Regions from separate parts of the Capsicum annuum genome. Here region 2 is linked to region 1. The links are chromatin contacts, called in public Hi-C maps. All regions are on one chromosome and are shown on one strand. The core of a region is the stretch at or near the end of the contact, and the rest is flanking DNA. Distances in the headings are between cores, read along the strand shown.

What was found. Hi-C and Micro-C count contacts between places; a contact is called where the count stands out from the background.
Region 2: a Hi-C map of leaf shows a contact between it and region 1, with 2.8 times the contacts expected there. The contact joins the enhancer-like site here to the promoter of LOC107839332 in region 1. A contact is called at or near these places in 4 of 5 Hi-C or Micro-C datasets (bud, leaf and placenta).

What each region holds. Positions count from the first base shown.
Region 1 is chr8:147,875,642-147,879,695 of UCD10Xv1.1, reverse strand. LOC107839332 reads left to right here and starts at 2,300. Exons shown (of 4, transcript XM_016682767.2): 1 at 2,300-2,956; 2 at 3,951-4,054. The coding sequence starts at 2,636.
Region 2 is chr8:147,916,932-147,920,985 of UCD10Xv1.1, reverse strand. No RefSeq gene overlaps it. Among protein-coding and RNA genes, the nearest start is that of LOC107839329, 22 kb to the left of the region's middle. Within about 2 kb of position 1,910, at least 5 of the 5 cell types and tissues checked have an H3K27ac peak or open chromatin away from gene starts, as enhancers often do. A contact at or near this core is called in bud and leaf, where this site is marked.

The DNA.
Region 1 (4,054 bases), core at 1,051-3,550:
TTTTTTCCTATTTTCTCCTTGGGTTAATACAAAGAATGCAAGTTCTAAACTAGTTTAGAATAAATTGTAGTAAGTAATACGCTGTGACATATTACCTACTTTAATAAGGTTAAATTGCATTAATGACGTCAATACATATAACGTAAAAGTATAATACAAATCACCCATCAAATAAATTGCCTAGCTTTAATAAATCAAAATTTTAGCCATCAGATAATTTGAACTAATAAAAGTACGTTAAATGAGTCTTACATGACATGAACCGGCTGATTCCACTAGCCTTTTGCCTCTTAGCAATCTGGGTTAATACCCATTTAATAATTTAAGAAATGCTTTTAGAAATTCACCTTTTCTCATTTTTTTTTTCTCTTTTTTTTTTCTTGTGAGGTTTGGGAGGGGGAGGGGGGATTGTATTCTTGATGTGATTTGCATCCATGTTTTACATCTGGTTGAAAATCCTTGATTTCCCTAAGTTTATTTCTCACTTTAAGTAAAGCACCTTTATTATGTGAAGCTTTAGAGAAAGCAAGGTGAAAAGATAGTTGTTTTTAAGGGTGATGAGTAATGACAGACGACAATTTAGTTAATCTAAAGAAGAAAGCAAAACTATTTTGATTATAAGATAATGTTAGTGGTCGAACCTTTTGATGCTATAAGATATCTATGCAACAAAAATCAGCTTTTACATAATGTCTTTTTTCTTTTAAACTAATTTATGTAAAATCTCTAATACTATGTATTAAACGAAATATAAGGAAGGATGATCAATAATTTAATCAGCAAAATTAAATAAACAACTCGTTGGCGTATAGGTAGACTAGTGAGAGCTTCAACAGTATAATGTTAATGGAGGAAATTCTAATCACTTATGACTATTGAGTTGTTAATATAAATAGTACATGAAATAATGATAATATCATTTCTATACTGAATCTTTTTGCTTTGTTTTAGGATTAAAATTTGCTGATGACATTGATCATAGAAGATAGATAGCCCTCAATTAACTCAATAGTAATTTTTTCCAATTCAGATTTTAACTAATATTGTTATTGATAAAAACAAAACAAAACAAAACAACAACAACAACAAAAAAAAAAGAATTAAGATGTTCCTTTCCTACTATTAGGTTAATTGTATTGATAGACAAGCTTTGTAGAAGTGGTCTTTTCCTACTAATTCTTCTAAGAAGTTTTAATTTTGCTAAAGTTGTAAGGTAAGTCCAATTCACTCAATATTCCTCTGGCACACCAATAAAGATTCGTATCTAATAAACTATTGTACTGCAATCACTAAATTGCTAAGTTCTGTACTCCCTTTCTTTCGAAATAAGTGAATTATTGGGGTATTTATTAATATTTCAAAATAAATGAATTATTGAAATTTTTTTACAAATTTACCTTGTGATTTGACAACAATTAATTTTTGAAAAGGTATTACAAAGTTAATTTTTTCTTCTTTTTTTTTGAGTAAAAATAAAAAATTATGTTAAATTTATGTTTTTAATAATTTTCCCTTAATCTGTATGTTAAATTCCAACAATTCATTTATTATTGTTTGATCTACTTTCTCTACAAATCAAAAGCATTTCTTCTTCTTCTCATGTCTAGTTTTATTAGGAATTAAGTGTGGATTACTCAACATTGTTGCAATATACAAAGAATAAGATAAACTATTTAACATCTTGTGATGATATATACATGATTAACAATCTCAAAAGTAAAAAAAATAAAAAAATTGAGAATATTGTAAGAATAATCAAAGAAAATTGTTTAATTTCTTAAATAATACTCTCTCCATTTCATTTTAATTATTGTTTTAACTTAAAAAAATTGTCTCAAACTATTGTCACTTTAGGAATAAAGATTAAAGTTGACGATTATTTTTAACTACATATACTCTTGTCATTAAAAAAGTATTAAAAATAAAATATTTAAGAGAAAAAATCGTACCAAGATAACTGAAGAGAGGATGACGTGTAGACAAGATTCAACCTCTTCTCGATGAGGTTTTGATGTATTGCAGAATCCCAAAAAGCTAAAAATGGACGGTTAAAGTGAGATGTAGCTAAAAACTGACCGTTAAAGTGAGATGCATAAAGCCTTATTGTCAAACACCTTAACTTTCACGAGGAAACACCACAAAATGAACAGTAGTATGATGGTTGAGATTACTTCACTCTTACGTGTTAAAAAAGAAAAAATCTCATTGAGAGCACATAGTAATTCACGCAATATATGAATCTAAATTAATTTATTGTGGAAACATATAGCAACCTAAATATGAGGGAGAAAAAATCCATGATACTTTACCCCAAGGATGGGATTGGGAGGTGGGAAGTGAAAGAAAATGACAATTGTTCCCCTTCTCTACTTTGGAGGCCGATAGGTGCATACCTTAGTTGAGAAATCTAAATGAATTTTTGAAATAAATTTAGATATCGATCAGTTAAATCGAAAAAAAAAATAAAAAAATCCGAGATACTTTACCCCCAAGTATGGGATTGGGAGGTGGTAAGTGAAAGAAAATGACAATTGTTCCCCTTCTCTACTTCATCACCATTTTTTTTTTTTTTTAACCAATTTTCAATTCCTTCACATTACCAAATTGTCAAAATAGTCAAGAGGAAAGGAAAGGGATGAACCAAAACAAGCTCTCCCTTTCCCATTCAAATGTAGCTGCTCAAACCTTCAAATTCCCTCTAATTCCCTCACTTGCTTTATACATACTCTTTGCCCTTTTCTTGTTTGCTCTTTCCGTCTCTCTTTTCATACTTGTTGTTGTTCATAACCCTCTCTTCTTCCTCTTTTTCCTCTTCCTTTTTAGCCTCATTGCTGCTTTTCTACTGTGGAACTCTCTTTCTTACCGCAATAACACCACCATTCTTCATTACCTTCATTCTTTGCCTGACTCCGACCTCACTGTTGCCTCACATGGCCACCTCGTCAAGATTACTGGGGTAAATAATCTTCTTTTCTGTCTGGGGTCTTTCTTCTTTGTGTTTCTTGGCATCTTCTGTAGATGAGGTAGCCACATGTAGCAAAGGGTGTGCAGTTGAACACCCTTGTCGAAAAATTATTCTGTGTATGTAGAGGTGGAAAACTATTTTTTCCATAGGTATATATTAAATCTTGAACATCCTTGATGAAATATTTGGAGTCAGCACTTAATGTCTGTGTTTTTTCATTTGAAGGGGGTTGTTTTCTTGCCATTTGTTTTTGTGTAACTGTTTCTTATGTTGAGCAAGGATTGATGGTAACAAGGCTTTCAGCTTTCTGCATACCGGTCACAATGGGTATGTTTGAGCCATGCTGATGGCTAAATTAGGAATTCTTGACTAATACTTGGGGAAGTTATTCTTGATTTTGGCAATAGTTCTGTCTTTATGGGAGTTTTACTTGTTGAAAATGTCAAGTAATGTTGGTGGGAGGTGGCAGGTACCCCACGAAATTAGTCGAGGTGCGTGCAAGCTAGATCAGACACCGCGTTTTTTAAAAAAAGTGTCAAGTAACTTCTACCCTGTATAATGCTCGGAAAGATTTGATCTTTAAATCCAGAATACTAGTGTGCATTGAACTTCCTTGTTATGGATAACTTAAGTGAAGTGTTGGATCATGAAAATGTCTTGAAGAGAAAAAGAATTTATATGCATTTGAGTTATTTTCTTTTCTTGTTGGAGTGATTTTGTGTGATGAACTGATTAATATGAGCTCTATTTGACTTGGTGTATCTTACCGGTAGGTAAAATTGATAAACAGGCAAAGAGCTTCTGTGTCCATTATTGCATATATGTCTCAAAGAACATTAATTCTGTCTATATATTCATGAGGTTGTTGCCCCCATCTAAAAACCTATTTATGAAATTGTTGTGTTTAGCTTGATTTTCCCCACGATTCCTTTCCCTTCACTTTTTTGACATCAGTAGATGCCTTGTTGCTCTTTGATGATTTCAGCATGTCTCTTGTGGGAATGCTTCTTTGGAGTCTTCTTATGAGAAGGTTGGGAGATGTGTTTATGCATCCACCTTGCTGTTTGAATGTGGAGAACTTGGCTTGAA
Region 2 (4,054 bases), core at 661-3,160, 42 kb before region 1:
GGGAGGATCGGATGCAGCAAAACTTACCTTTATATCCAAGGTAGAGAAGTTGTTTGCAATAGATGCTTGACATAAGGAAAAACAACAACAAAGAAAAGTAACGAGAGAAACTACTGAATTCTGCTAAACACATAAGCAAAGAACTAAATACAAGAAATACTCTCAAAATTTGAACTTGTAATTTCAACAATATACAATGAGTGTATCCATCAAATTTAAAAACAGATCCATTGTCTGTTCTTTATCTTGGAAGAGAATCTTCTAAAGAGATGATGTGAGTGTGTGTGTCAAATTAATATGGCTGAGGTGAAGCAAGTTGGAGTACTAGTAATTTATTAGCCACTTCTCTACAGAATATATTCAAATCACGCACCTTGTTTTGCAAGTACATTAATACAGAAGAGCTTTCATTTTTGTGACCTACCAAACAGTAGTGTTTCTCTTTTTCTGTGTTTTCCTTGAAAATGGAATTCAACAAAAAAATGCAAAAAGTTCAAGACTAGCAGGCAGTTTTTTCTTCTTCTAACAGGCAAGAGGTGGTAAGTAAAAACATCTACATTAGTCACCTTAGGAGTATCTATCACACCTTCAATATAGTATTAGCTGTCTTTCCAGTCAACTGTTTTAACTGTATTTATGAACGAATTGACCCTCAACAACTTAGATTTATCCGAGTTCATTTCACATATAATTAATAGCTACAAAGCAATTTCCTCTGTCGACGAAAAAGTCTTTTTTTGAAATAATAACAACTCCTATTAGTTGGATACGAAAAATCAACCCAGATTTATTGTCATAAGAGAGTACATACGACTTGTAAGAGGTGTTTGTTCAAGTCACAAAAGCAATAATCTACAACATTATGCACCATTTATAATTATTATATCTCATAACTGCAAAGTGCAAAAGGCGGATTATGTTTCCATCTGCTGGAACTCACAACCTAATATTACAAGTTAAGAAAAACTTTTAATGGATAAACTCCAATTTCTAAGGAACCTTGATGTGTAGATAGACAAGTATTTTTGGAGAAAATAAAAAAAGCTAGGGGGAAAGGGTTTTGAAAGAAAGTAGAAAGGCAGAAACCAGATCTGAATGTTTGCAGAAAGAGAAAGCCAAAAAGCCATCATGACCACAATCATAACACACAATGACTATTTATAACAACAACAAGAAGCATACGTTACTGACTAAACAAACACAGATCATGACCCAAAAAAGGCAGTAATGATGAAACTTTTTTCAGGTTGGGATCTGTAAACACTTAATGAAAACGTAAAAGAAGTCAAGACTTTTCATCATTACACCAATCTTACATATATACAACAAAATAGGATTCATTGACAAACCGACAAACAACAGCTTCAGAATAAACCAACGGAATCACAACAACATACTTATTCCCACAAAGTGGTGTCCAGAGGTAGAATATACGCAGATCATACCTTTACCTTACTTCTTGACTTACCACTGAAACGGATCTAATAAATGAGGTGATGAGTGAGCAATATTCATTGTGGGGAATGAAGCCTGGTCCGACGACACCAAAAACATAATCCAACACTGTAGATCTATATGCATAATATATAGATCTATAAAAAGTAAGTAAGAAAATAGTTTTGATTCCTCGAGCCAGACAACATTCCCCGCAATAGAAAAGCTCCATCCCTTAGAGAAAAAAAAAAAAAAAAAACATCCTTAGATATATGCTTTCTCTATGTGTATATATATTAGTGGTAGTGGTACCATATATAAAGCCCCCAAAACTTTCGCCTATGTTTAAGGGGGAGAAGGCTTAGTGAGCAGAGAAAGATGAAAGGGATAGAGATTAGTGTGTGTGTGTGTGTGTGTGATGATGAAGAGAATGATTTGTTGGGTAAAAAATAAAGAGGAGTATGAAGAGGGGGAAGGGTTAATAGGACAAAAATAAGGGGCAGAGTTCTGACTATACCAGCTGTGGGGGTTTACTGAAATGACCACGAACCCCATGCAAAATCAATGCACTACCCTCACTTTAATTACCTAATTAATTGTTGTGTCAATATTATAATCAAGTGAGATGTACTTTGATTAATATAATATTTTAAACAAAAATTCTCACCGTTACGACATTCAAAATTATTCAGAATATTGCCGCTTAGGGTTAAGGGTAAGCTTACCATAAGCTCCTTGAATTTTCATATTAGAGGTGGAGGGCTCAGATACTATGTAGCGGTTTGGCATAAAAACGAAAAATTTTCAGAGTTGGAGTTGAAATTGGTCATGTCTTTTTCTTTAAAAAAATTGACTTTTGAAAAAAAAAAATTTAAATATGATTTTATATCCTAACTTTACAAACTATCAAAATCACCCAACTAAAATTTACCTACTAAAGGAAAAAGAACACAATTAGCCACTATTATAAAAATAACTACATATACATGGTCATATTTAATGAATTTCAATTATGACATATAATATTTACATTAATAGTTGTTTTCTCATATTTGAAATTTTTTAAATATGGATGTTATATTAACATATCACTGCTTCCAGATTTTTAGGTAACAAATCTTATTTTTCAAACAAATTTATTTTTTTAGAAATTATTTAATTTATTTACTTCATTTTTCGTTCCTAAAAACTAGGAAATGATGAGTTGTTATTAAATTTTAGAGTGCCACTAATTTATTTCTTTAATTTTCTTATACATAAAAGATTTTACTGTGTACGAATAAATTATTTATATGTAAAACATGTTTTGCATATTTATGGTATATTATATCATATATCATAAATATATAAATATGGTCAGTATGTTTCTTTATACTTTGTATTTTTATATATGTGTATATATGGTATATACTTCATATATAACATACTTTGTATATTTATATTATAAATATGCTTAGTATGTTTCTTAATACTTTGTATATTTATATATGTGTGTATATGGTATATAGATGGTATAAACTTTATATATAACATACTTTGTATATTCATATTATAAATATAATACTTTATATATTTATGGGTATAAATATAAATTAGCAGTAAAATAATGTCTTAAATAATGTAGAAAATTAAATAAGGGATAAAAATAATGATAAGATAGAAAAAGAGATATATATTAATTAGGATAGCATTAAGTTTGAAATTATAATTATCTTATTCTTTAAAACTGTTATATACGTAATATTGAAAAAGTAATGTTATAAGGAGAGTTTTATGTAAAAATTTAAAATATTGGGGTTATATGTAATAATAATAAAAGTTGTAATTGGAGTTGAAAAATTGTGAAAACAAGAAAAACCTGTTTTTCATTTTCAGAAAAATTTTCCGAAATTATTTCTGAATTTTCATGGCCCAAACACCACAATTTTCAATTCCAAAAAAAAATTTCAGAAAAAAGAAAAAAAATTCCATGTCCAAACGGGCTCTATATATGACTCTTTTTTTTTAGTTTCCCATTCAGTGTCCGGTATCCGCATTGAACCCCGACTAATCCAGATTCGCGTCGGGTAGGGCCCCATTCGGGTATAGCTCTCCCAACAGAGTTTTCTCCCTGCGATACTATATACTATGTAGCCGTTTGGCCATGAAAACTAAAAATTTTCGGAGTTGGAGTTGAAATTGGAGTTGGAGTTGTGTTTTGCCATGTCTTTTTTGAAAAAAAAAATGATTTTATGCCCTAACTTTTACAAACTATCAAAATCACCCAATTAAAATTTACCTACTAATAGAAAAAGAACACAATTAGTTACTATTATAAAAATAATTACATATACATGGTCATATTTAATGAATTTCAATTATGACATACATAATATTTACATTAATAGCCGTTTTCTCATATTTGAAAAAAATTTTAAATTTGGATGTTATATTAACTGATCACTGCTTCCTGTTTTTAGGTAACAAATATTATCTTTCAAATAAATTTATTTTTTTAGGAATTTATTTCCTTCATTTTCCATTCCTAAAAAATAGGAAATGATGAGTTGTTATTAAATTTAGGGTGCCGCTAATTTATTTCTTTAATTTTCTTATATATGAAAGATTTTACTGTGTGTGA